3 separate regions of the Mus musculus genome follow, and regions 2 and 3 are each linked to region 1. The links are chromatin contacts, called in public Micro-C maps. All regions are on one chromosome and are shown on one strand. Each heading gives the region's core, a stretch centred on a gene start, on an enhancer-like site or on the middle of the called end of the contact. The rest is flanking DNA. Distances are from core to core; before and after follow the strand shown.

Evidence for each region. Hi-C and Micro-C count contacts between places; a contact is called where the count stands out from the background.
Region 2: a contact with region 1 is called in a Micro-C map of embryonic stem cells, with 1.8 times the contacts expected there. The contact joins the promoter of Mustn1 here to the promoter of Cacna1d in region 1. A contact is called at or near these places in 2 of 39 promoter capture datasets (the C10 cell line and neutrophils), 1 of 484 Hi-C or Micro-C datasets (embryonic stem cells) and 1 of 9 other capture datasets (liver).
Region 3: a contact with region 1 is called in a Micro-C map of embryonic stem cells, with 10 times the contacts expected there. The contact joins the promoter of Cacna2d3 here to the promoter of Cacna1d in region 1. A contact is called at or near these places in 1 of 39 promoter capture datasets (hippocampal neurons), 5 of 484 Hi-C or Micro-C datasets (all in embryonic stem cells) and 2 of 115 datasets of contacts at active chromatin or transcription factors (both in embryonic stem cells).

The regions. Positions count from the first base shown.
Region 1 is chr14:30,351,736-30,355,477 of GRCm38.p6, reverse strand. Cacna1d (calcium channel, voltage-dependent, L type, alpha 1D subunit) reads left to right here and starts at 1,992. Exons shown (of 47, transcript NM_001083616.2): 1 at 1,992-2,553. The coding sequence starts at 2,487.
Region 2 is chr14:30,876,814-30,880,838 of GRCm38.p6, reverse strand. Mustn1 (musculoskeletal, embryonic nuclear protein 1) reads right to left here and starts at 1,582. Exons shown (of 3, transcript NM_181390.3): 1 at 1,224-1,582; 2 at 90-222. The coding sequence starts at 1,232. Stimate (STIM activating enhancer) reads right to left here. Exons shown (of 8, transcript NM_028839.4): 8 at 3,629-4,025.
Region 3 is chr14:29,720,173-29,723,910 of GRCm38.p6, reverse strand. Cacna2d3 (calcium channel, voltage-dependent, alpha2/delta subunit 3) reads left to right here and starts at 2,047. Exons shown (of 38, transcript NM_009785.1): 1 at 2,047-2,265; 2 at 2,958-3,039. The coding sequence starts at 2,144.

The DNA.
Region 1 (3,742 bases), core at 743-3,242:
CATGTCTCCAGCAGTTTTTCTTATGATTACATCTTGGCTTGGTGTGGTATATTTGTTGAAACAGTAGCAATGGGTTATTGTTAACTTCCGTCCACAGTTTATATCACGGTTCACCTTTGTGGAGCACAGGTCTATGGCCTCTGACAATCAAATAATGCTCTAGGTCCATCATTATGGTGACATACAGAATAGCTTCATTGCCCTGTGGTTGTCTCTTCTCCCCGCTTAGTTAAGCGGTTAACAGAACTGGGAAGACTTCTCAGAGCCCTTCAATTCCAGGGCTCCAGAGCACCCTTGCATAGTGCTTCCTACACTTGGTATAGCCCAGCTTCTGCTTCTTCCAGTAGATGGTTTGCCCTTGAGGAAGGGACTGTGCACACAGATCAAAATTGGTAACTCCTAGCCTAGACAACTGCGCTTAACAGATGCCTGTTCAGTGTTGGCTGAACTAAATCGGACAATGGGCCAGTGTTAGCAAGGCATTTTCTGTAGAAGTCTCCAGAGGATAAGCTATAGACCTGGAATTCTGATAGTGACACACGTGCTTCCTTGCAAATCTGACCTATCAAAGGATATGTTCTTGCATCCTTTTTGATTTCAGCTAAGCACCAGCACAGGTGAGGTTGCTCAGACCAGCTTTCTTTTACACAGGCCACAGGCTGCTTCCCAATCCTGCCACTCTCCAAAGAGCCAAGTGAAAAAGCAGGCAAGCATGGTTGTTTTCCTCTATCCTAACTAGACACCCCTCTCTCAGGAAGACCCCTGGAGAGTCATTCTTCCCAGGTGGATCCCCCCTGCAACAATCAGAGATGCTCGGTGTGTCCTCTTTGAGCAAGGAGCACCTTCCCAGAAACATTTATTTTCTTAATTCACGCTGAGCCTTTTGCTTTAAAGACACTGTTCTCAAACGTTCTAAAACTCCGTAGGAACAAGCAGATCCGAACAAAGGCAAATAAATCGAATCCTGCAAAGTAACAAAGCAGACGCCTTTTCCCAACAGCCAGCACAAAGCTAAATGAAAAATATCAGTCATCCACTAGATACAGTATTTCCCCCTCCAGACGGAGCTGGGGCCTGTAGACCTCCCCCACTACAAACAGGAGGCCGAGAAGGTACAAAAAAAAGTATTAATTCCTAAACGAGTCATCAATTTGAGCTGCACAGTCTACCTCTCCACACTAGCAGTTTGAAAGACCTTGGCTGTTACTTCTCTGTACCTGTCTCCAAATACACGTGGAGGTGATGGCGAGAGGGAGGGAGCCCACCGCCACGTATGCATAAGGGAGGGAGGACGGGATTCAGGGCTGAGGGCAGATCTCTGAGGACAGTCAGTGCTCCCCAAAGAACAAGCCCCCCATCTCTTTGCACCTCTAAACTGGAAGAAACGGTGTAAGAGCTGGGGGACGCCTGTCCAGTCCAAGCAGAGCCCTCGAACCCTGAGCTTTGATGCTGCAGCAGCAGCGATCGCCTGCGGGCACCTGGGTTCCTGGGGGGAGGGGGGCGGGGCCTCCCCCAGGTGTGAGAGTGCGAAGGCCACCAGAGCCAGCCCAGCGGACCCCAGGGGACCCCAGCAGCCTCCGCTTGGGGACGCCGTGTAGAGGAGCGGCGCATCGGCGCCCCTAGCAGCAGGCACGGGGCCCCACGGGCCTGGCTCGGGGAAGGGGCGCCCGCGCGGCGGCGCCGAGGGGGTTAACCGGGCTGTCGGCGGCCGCAGCGCACTTAACCCTCGGTCAGCCGCGCCAGCCTGGGGGTGGCGGCGTCCGAGTCGCGCGCCGTGGAGTCCGGGGGGCGCGTGGGCCGCAGGCGGGCAGCTGGGGCGCGGCGCGGCCGGTGGGAGGCCCGGGCGCGCGGGGGAGGGCGGGGGACGGCGGCGGCGGGCGCGCAGCGTCGCCAGGGCGAAGCCGGCGTGCAGCGCGGCGCGGCGGGCGCGGAGCGGGCGGGCGGGCGGGCGGGCGAGCGCCTCCGTCCCCGGATGTGAGCTCCGGCTGCCCGCGGTCCCGAGCCAGCGGCGGCGCGGGCGGCGGCGGCGGCGGCGGGGCACCGGGCACCGCGGCGGGCGGGCGGACGGGCGGCATGGGGGGCGCGCCGAGCGGCCCGGCAGGCCGGGCGGGCACCACCACGGTGTCCCTCCGCTAGAGGAGGGGACCAAGCCAATTCTCCTTTGCAGTAAAAAAAAATAAAAAAAATAAAAAATTACATGTATATATTACTAAGATAATATATACATCTGATTTTATTTTTTACAAAAAGTTTATTTTGCTCCATTTTTCAAAAAAAAAAGAAGGAGCGTGGGTGGCAGGCGGTTTTTATAAATTATCTTTATTTTTGGTTATTTGTCTCTGTCCTTCCCCACCCCCTGCTGAAGCGAAAATAAGGGCAGGGACCGCGGCTCCTACCTATCCGTAACCTCCCATATCCGTTCCTCCCCCTCCCTAACCCTGAGCATAGTGCCCTGCACACAGTAGGCGCTCAATAAATGTTCGTGGATGATGATGATGATGATGATGAAAAAAATGCAACATCAACGGCAGCACCAAGAGGACCATGCGAACGGTGAGCAGCCTGAGCTTGGGTACCCGCTGCCAAACCTCATCCTATCATGATCCTACTCTTCCCACCCCCAACCCCCCATCTCCGATGCGTTGGGTGGGTTGAGGGGGTTGGAAATGATGCTTTTGGCTTGGTGTCATCTACATAGAAAGGGGTGATGCGCGGCAGCTACTCCGTTCTCCTCTTCAGGCCGTGAATGTCAGTTAATTCTGCATTTGCTGGGGTGGGGGCGGCCATTTGGGTGTGTGTGGAGTACTGTGGAGCCAAGGGGCAAGAGTGAGGTGATCCGGGTTCAGTGTGCTCGGGCTCAACTTTCCTCTTTCATCGCCCCTGAGCGATGGAAGAGGAGGTGTTAGTCTTCAGCCTGAACCCTTTTTCCAGCCTCCCCCTATCTCCCGCGCCTCTGGTTGACTAAGAAGAAGGTCCTTAGTAGCATCAGGAAAATTCTAGGACTGTTCCAGGTTTACCCCTTGGGTCGCTTGGTCCCATCATCTCATGGGAGAAGCCCCGGGTCTTGGGATCTGAGGGAACAGGGTCGGGTGGAGCGTGTATTCCCGCTCCCTGTGCCTCCTGTGCACACGTCGGTAACCTAGCAATGCCCAGAGAGTTGCTGCCGCTGTGGGGCTCTGCAACTCACCACGTGCAGTTTCCACACCAGCGGGGGCCGGGTCTAAGAAGGCTGGGGTGCTTTTGGCCAGGTTCCCTTCATGGAGGTCGTTAGCATTTCCCAGCCCTGGTTTTCTTGAAGCCTTTTCCGGTGAGCGCTTCTCAAAGGAACCGCTTGGCAAAACTAGTCCCTGATCTCAGATTGAGTGCCACCTGCCTGCTTTGCTCTGTCCCAGGCTTAAGGACAGTAGGGCAGGAGACCTGTGCTTGCTTTGACTCTTTACTTAGTGATAATTGGTTTTGCAAACGCCCGATTTCCAACCTCTGACACCACTCTCACTTTGACATCTGCTTCAGCAGAGGTGATGGTGGCCCAATGTCCATCTTCCAAGGAATGACCAGACCCACAGTGAGGCGAGCTCTATACATGAAGGGACACCCTCCATCCCATGCCCTCCCCTTCCCCCCTCCCCCGCCCGCTTTTGAGTATTTTGCCCTGGGAGTACCTGGATGCTACTCTACACTGAGATAATTATTGCATAGGCCTTGAGGTTCCCTGACATAATGCACCCTGACTCTTAGGGTG
Region 2 (4,025 bases), core at 333-2,832, 530 kb before region 1:
TCCTATGCCCAGAGACCCTCAACACCTCTTAGCTACCACCGGGGGATGCTTGTGTCTCCAATTCTACCACATGCCCGGGGGACACTCACCGTAGTCCCGCATGACCTGGTATGTCTTAGACTTGATGTCCTGGTTCTTGGCCAGGGTCCCTCGGGCCCCCTTCAGGTCTTCTTCCTTCACAGGGGGCCGCTTCTTCTTGATGGGGCCTTCAGGAGTGCCAGCCTTGGAAAAGTCGAGAGCCTTACAATTCAATGCCTTGAGATGAAGACCCCCCAACTTTGGCGGGGGCTCCTCCTTCCCAGGCTTCCGAATTAAGCCGATTCAAAGCTCACTCCTCTCCCAACTGCAAGTTCCCCGCCACCTCCCTGCCTTCTTAGCCTGACTTGGACATCTGACCTTTCCCCACAGACAGGGAGGGAACTCCTGGGGGTGGTGACCACTGCATCCTCACACTGGCCTGTTTGTCAGGCCGAGTTCAGGACTGGACACAAGGGCGGAGAGCAAAAAGATGAACTCTAAGACTGAGGAGCCCTTGGTAATCTCAGGAATTCTAAGATCTGTTCACAGAGGTGGTGAAGTCCGTAAGACTGCCCCTCCCCCCTTTCCCTAAAACAAAACCACTGATGTTTACTGTGTTTGGGGAGGGATCGGGGTAGACAGCCATGGAGAAAGGAGCAAGGATGACCTTGTTGTTCTTGCCCAGTAGAGCCGGGAAAGCCAGATTTAGTGCTCACCCTTCTCTACCACCCGGGCGGGCGCCTGTGAGGCTGACACCTGATTCCTTCTTAAGCCCTGCAGGCAGGTGCAAGGATTCCCTCACTCAGCCTGGGCTGAGCTCCCAGGGAAACGCAGGCCTGCAGACACACCCTCACAGGGAGACAGACAGATCTATAGGTACAGTCTCCGCCCCTCATCCTTCCTCCAGATTACAAATGTGTACACATCAGGACACACTAAGCCAGCAAGGCTAGCTCCCTCATCTCCATACAAAGGCGCACAGTTCTATATAGGCACTCCCCACCTCCAACCCCTCACACGCCTGAAGTGTCAAGGCCTTTCACCAGAGCCTGGTGAGACCCAGGGTGTCCAGAGGCCAGCCTGGAAGGGCCACGGTGCTTCTGTTTAGCTTTGGCTTTTACTTCAGAGCAGGCACTACTACTTAGTGTCCAGCCTTGCCCTCGCAACTTCCTTGGCACCAACTAGTCCCTTCTGGGCCTCCTTACCTCGGACATGTTGGATGCCAAGCAAGCTCGCTGTTGGTAGCTCTCTGGCAGGCAGTAGCCACAGGAAAGGATCTGCGTGAGGCCCAACCCTTGGGAACTTATATAGTCTGCTTGTGCGTCCTGGGTAGTCACTCCCCTCCTTTGGAAGCTCTCAGATGATTCAGATCCACGCAGCGACTAGCTGGAGTTTATTCTTGGCGATGATGGGCAGCTGCCCTGGTGAGAGGAGATGGCCGCGGGGACCCCGCATCTCTGGGGACAGCTGCTTACTCGACGGTGGGAGGTGTTGGCACTGTTGTTCACAGACTGTGTTTATGAATGTGAACCCTGGAATGTGTGAGACAGCCTGCCCAGGCTGACTGCAAGAACCCATCCCAGTGGCAGGGGTGGGAGGGGAAGTCTCTGAGGAGAGGGAGGGCCCTGAACAAGGGTGGATGCTCTGAGTTTGTTTAGCTTTCTCTTCTACTCCTGGATTCCACTGGAAATAGATTTTCCATCCCAGCACATTAGCAGGGGAGAAACTTCCTTTCTGTTGCTTGGAAACACTTCCTCATGGTGAGCACAGCCAACTCAGAGTGAGTAGCCAGGAAGGCCGAGACCCTGTGGAGCTGCCATATCACAGTCTTGTTGGTGTCCTGGTCCTCTAGCCAGCCCTGGGACAAGTTTAATAAAGAGACAAAGCAAGGTACAGTATAGGCCCGGAGGAGACCATGCTTGCTAGTAAAGGCCTATAGAGGGCTTCTGTCTAAGATGGACACTTGGAAGCTGGCTGGCAGGACTTTAGAGGGCTGGGGTGAATGCCACTTCAGCTATTAAGCTGTAGTAAAGAGTAGAGCTCCCTTGGAAAATCATTTAGCACCCACCACTAACTTCATCTTTGCATGGAAAGATCACTGGTGGCAATGCAGGGACCCTAAGCCTGAGGTGGGCTGTGGTAGATGTGGGTTGGAGGTTTGTCTTAGACTTCTCTCCACTCCCTCCCGTCTACAATGGACATTGTGTTTATCCCTGAAGGCACCAGGCAGATGAAATTCAACCAGGCACTAACAGTCATCCTAAATGTCATTCCATAGCTGTTGTGCCTCGAACTCTATCCCATTCTTGGTTCTGGGCCTGGCTCCCAGTAGGTCAGTGTGTGCACCATCAGGTCTATACGCAGGGACCTGAGCAATACCCATGATTCCAAGGGGAGGCCAGGCCATGCCTTGTGAGGAGTACCCACAGCTGGCTGACTAGGACAAGGATAAGGGATGCCCAGCTCTCACGACCCAGGAGGAAAAGCGGGTTAGGCTCATCAGGATGATGGCTAGACCACGCTAGGCTCCTTTCATCGCAGACTCTGAGCCCACTGCAGCCAAGCCATCAGGTTTATTAACCCGTTGAGTTGGTTGTGAGTTACAGGGCACAGGGCACACAACCAACGACCACAAAAGTGCTGGGTTTTTTCCTCCTTTTTCTTCTTTTATATAATAAGATGTGAAAATTTACTGTAAACCAGTTTACAATGGAAGTACACCATCTTCTCTTTCATCTAAAAAATGTGGTTTTGTGACCCATGCATGACACCATGCTTAAGTGTCACTGGCAGCTGAGGTGGGATGGTTTCTGTGACTCATGACTGCGTACACAGCCTTGATTGGCAGCTGAAGTCACTCATAGGTCTGACTTCTAAGTAAACCCAGGAAAAGAAAAATTTAGAACTAAACCAGGCAACCAGTCCACCAACCAATCCACTCACCCACTCAGGACTCAGGGTGTTCAAAGCAAGGCTGACCACAGGCCCCGCACTATGAACAAGTCTCCCATTGAAAGTTGTGGAAATCTTCATTTAAGAGTTAGCTCACTTCGGGGGTCGGGGGGTGAGTGGAGAACACCTTTAATCTCAGCACTTGGGAGGCAGACGCAGGCAGATCTTTGGGTATGAGCCCAGCCTGATCCACAGAGCTAGGTCCAGGACAGCCAGGACCACACAGTAAAACTGTCTTAAAAAAACAGAAACAAAACAAGACTAGGTTACATCCTATAAGGTTTGCTGCCTGGCAGGAGGGACAGTCTGGGTCTGCTCCTTCAAGGTCTTGGGGCACCTTTCAGATGTGCATCCTGAGCTGTAGCCAGCAGGCCTATACTGCCAAAGAGAAGTTACAACTTGAACTTGAATCTTTTTGTTTTCCCCAAGAAAGGAGGCAGGAGAGGTGACATGAACCCACGACTCCTTTGGTGCTCGGGAGTTCACAGTTTAACATCTGAGGCAGGAGGTTGCTCCCAACATGCCCCAGGGCTGAGGGGCACAGAGTCTCACCTCACACACCTTCCGGACCACTGCCACACGGGAGCTCACCATTCACCGCTGCCTTTCCCAAACTCCCACCAACAGGTAAAGGAAATAAAAAAGCAACCACCATGTCTCCGAGTTAGGTGTCAGCTCTCTCTCATTGGTTTATTTCTGTTAGTTACAAAAAAAAAACAAAAACAAAAACAAAAACAAAAAAACCTCATTCTTCACCGTGGCTGGCAAGCTTCTACCAAGAGCAGCTTGGCCAAGGTACCTATTTGGACAAATCAGATTGACAGCACACCACAGCTAGGTCAGCATTCCACACTTCTTGTTTTTTTTTTTTTTTTTTTTTTTCCCTAGCTCGGTGTCGCCCGCAATCAGCCAGTAAAGGGTCCCACCTCATAAGGCAACTTGGAACAAGTGATGTGGACACTTGTTCCGGGGAGGGGGGACAGCTCAGGAAGAAGTCCTGACCAGAGCCCTCTACATCCACTCCAGTGAGACAGTGCACCACGGTGACAGAAAGG
Region 3 (3,738 bases), core at 798-3,297, 630 kb after region 1:
ACCTCCAGCACCCACCGCATGCCCTTCTGTGTCCCTTTTGACCAAGATGCTTGGCTATTACTGACTGGACGGATGGATGCAGGAGAAGGGCTGTTACCATACACCACCATAGAGGGGACAATGAAACCTTATGAATCGGGGCTAGTATGTACTCATTCATTCATTCATTCATTCATTCATTCAAACATCCATTTAGAAAACTCTTGCATTCTGGCAAGAAAATTAAATTTCCTCCCAGCCTCCAGTTTGAGTGTCAAAGCCATATGGACCACTAGCCCCGGGGTCAGGCTGTGCTTGGTTCAGTTTGGAAAGGGCTGGCATGCGTTCATAGGCTGGAGGTGTGTTCAGAAGCAGAGAATTCATTATAACTAGTTAGTCATCCATGGAGACACTGCCCGTGGGTGGGGTGCACTTGGCACTGGTGGGCCGGGTTCCTGGTGCTGCTTCCCTAGGTAGGTGTGTGACTGGCCTTAAGCCCACGGAGGCTGGGGTCTACCAGTACTCAGAAAAAAGCCTGGCAACGAGCCCCTCACATTCGACTCAGTAATCCAAACCGTTCACCACCAAGATAACTTTTCCGGAGACTGCTGTGAGGGAGAGCCATGCTGGATCCTAGCCGGATACTACCCCTACCCTTACTCAGTTCTCTGCAATTGAGTGCAAAGAACTAGGTAGGGTGTGGGTGTGGGGGGGGGGGAGAACCCCTGTAAATCCCAGAGGCGGAAATACATGCACATAAGGAGAACCGAGGCGGCGGGGGCGCGTTCGGAGACTAGGCGAGGTCAGGAGCGCACGGCTGCCCCAGGTCGCCCGAGTTTGCTCCGCCAGGCGAGGATGACTCAGCCTCACTCGGGTCTTTACCGTCAGCCCGCGCGAGGGCTCCACAAAGTTCCTAGTCACACCCTAGAGCTTGAACGAGGATGGGGGACAAGGTTTTTCTAAGGGTGGGGCCGCGGCAAAAGAGACATCCTGGGGCTTTCCCTGTGGGTATTCAGAAGCCTCGCCCGCGCTCAGCTGCCTCTTCCCGGGCGGGGGCTGGTGTGCGGAACCTCCGTGCTCGGAGCAATCTGAACCCCCCTCCTCCCCCCGCAGAATTAAGGGTGTCTGCCGGTCAGGTTGGACTTTCCGCTGCGTTTGCTTCCTTTCCCGCCCGGGCATCCTGGTCCCTGGGTGCACCGTGTAGCAGTGCGGACCCCGGACCCCGAGCTTCAGTAGGCTTGAAAGCACCCCGGCCCGTGGTCCGGAACGCCAGCGGTAGCTGTGCGGCCGCCGGGTGCCCGCGCCGCGACTGCAGCGCCACCCTCCGCGCTTTCCTCCAGTCGCCGCGGCGGTGGAGCAGCGATGGGCGGCCACGCCGCGGTGCACTCCCTAGAACCCGACCCCCTTGTCCCATCCCCAGCCCGTTCTGCCGCTATACGAGCCGGTCCACTGCCGCTGCCGCCGCCCGCTGGCTTCTTCCAGACTTCTGCCTCTTCCCAAGGAACCGTGAGGGGAATCGGGAGGGGGTCGCACCACCTCTAGGCTCCGCAGCCCCCCACCACAACGCCCCTGACCAGTCCCCGGGGCTCCTGACCAGATCAACTACTGGCAAAGTGTGGAGCATCGGGGTCCTCGGCCTCGCTCCCGAGCCGCCCACCCCCATTCCGCTCCGGTCGCCAGGGCCTGGGGACCGCCCGGGGCCACCCGAGAGTCGCGCCCGTGGCGGCGGACTGCGGAGTTGTAAAGAACTCAGCGGCCGCAGTGGGCCGGACCGGGCGAGGCACGAGCCGTGGCGGCCAAGGACACTTGAGTTTGCGAGTCTCCGCCCGCGAGGCGCCTCCCGCCCTCCCGCCGCGGCTCGCCGGACTCCCCGGGGCCGCCGAGGCGGGGCTGGGCAGCTGCCGCGGCAAGAGGCGCGTCTCGCTCCCTCCTCCCGCGCCTGCCTACTCCCCAGTGCTCCCTCCCGCCTCCTCTCCGCCCTCCCCTCCCCTCCCCCCGTACCCCGCTGCTTCCCCCCCCCCCCTGCTCCCCAAGTGAGCCGGGCGCGCGAGAGGCAGGAGGGGCGGCGCGCGGCGGAGCAGGCAGCCCAGCGCGCTCGCCCACCGCCCGCCCGGCGCAGCTCTCCGCGGCCGCTCCAGTCGCCGCCGCCGCCGCCGCCGCCAGGATGGCCGGGCCGGGCTCGCTGTGCTGCGCGTCCCGGGGGGCCTCGGCGCTCCTAGCCACCGCGCTTCTCTACGCCGCTCTGGGGGACGTGGTGCGCTCCGAGCAGCAGATCCCGCTCTCCGTGTAAGTGCCTGGTGTTGGGACTCCCCGGGAGGGGCGGCTAGCGCCCGAGAGAGACCCGGGGCGCCCAAGTTTGGGCGCCTGCAGGTGCGGCTGGGCAGGACCCACGGCGGGTGCGGGCCTCGCCTCTTGCACCTGCCTCTCAGCATCAGCACCCAGTGGCGGGAGACTAGGGTGGAACCTTCTCGCCCTTTCCCTGGGGCTGGGGAGTAAGACCTGGAGAGGTTCACCTCAAGTGACAGCGCCAAGTTTAGAGCCTGTTTACAGACTGCAACTTCCACGGGCTGTTTAATGGTCCCCTTTTCTGCTACCTTGCCATCCTACTTTTCCGGGAAGTGGGGTGGGGGTGGGGATGGGTGGATTTCTTCAGAGTAGTATTTGCCAGGTGATGCTCATTTTAGGTGTTTAAGTAACCAGGCAATTGTTTCTATGAAAGCCCGTGGTCTTCTTAGAGAGCCAGGCTTTACACCTTCTGAACTCCGGTGACCCCGGACCCCATCCCGCGCTGCGCTCTACATCTTGGTGCGGGTAGTTTGTAAGAGAGAGTTTTTTTTTTTTTTTTTTTTTTTAATCTTTCTTTCCTTTTTCCTTTAATGTTCTATCGCCCTGCTCTTTCAGCCACAGCCCGGTGTGTGCGCGTGTGTGACGGTGACACTGGTATTACATTTCTTCCCTCTGCTCTTTTCTCCCCATAGAGTGAAGCTGTGGGCCTCCGCTTTTGGTGGGGAGATAAAATCCATCGCTGCCAAGTACTCGGGCTCCCAGCTTCTGCAAAAGGTAAGGTTTCTGTGGTGACAGACAGCGATGATTTTTCTAGCACAGAAAATGGAGGCAGATTTAGTTTTTCCAAACAAACGTGAGCCCAGAGCTGCATCAGTTATCAGAGTAGTCTCTGATCTCCCGTTCTTGGCATTGTACTGTGCAGTGACTTCTCCCTACCAACCGGTTATTTTTAGATGACACTTGATTCCAAACACAAAGAAAAGCAGGATACTCACTCGCACTGTCCTGGCTGGGGCTCGGAAACAGTGTGTTTGCATGGCTCTTCTCGCAGTTGTTGGTATTGCTGTCTCAGTGCGAGAGCAGATGCTTCCCTGGCCAAAAGATGCTAACTTCTTCCAAGGGGCAGAATCCGGCGGGCAGCGTCTGTTTTCGGAGCCTCCACCTTGCTCGGGAGTCATAGGGTTCAGTGTATTGGCGAGATACCAGCAGCTTTGTTTGTCATCCCTGCAGTCCTACAATCCCATTATTCCCCAATCATCTAGACCCAGGGCTGGGGTGCATTGCATCATTACAGATAAGGCGAATGGATGTGGTTATCTTTCCACTCAGCTGCACTGCCGGGTAATAAGCTCTGAGAGTGGTCCACAAACTTAGGAAATTGGTCTGCGTCCATATATTTCTGTAAAGTAATGAGAATGGAGAATTGATTATTAGGCTGGTATCAGGAGTTGCATCAGTTTTAATTCAAATAGG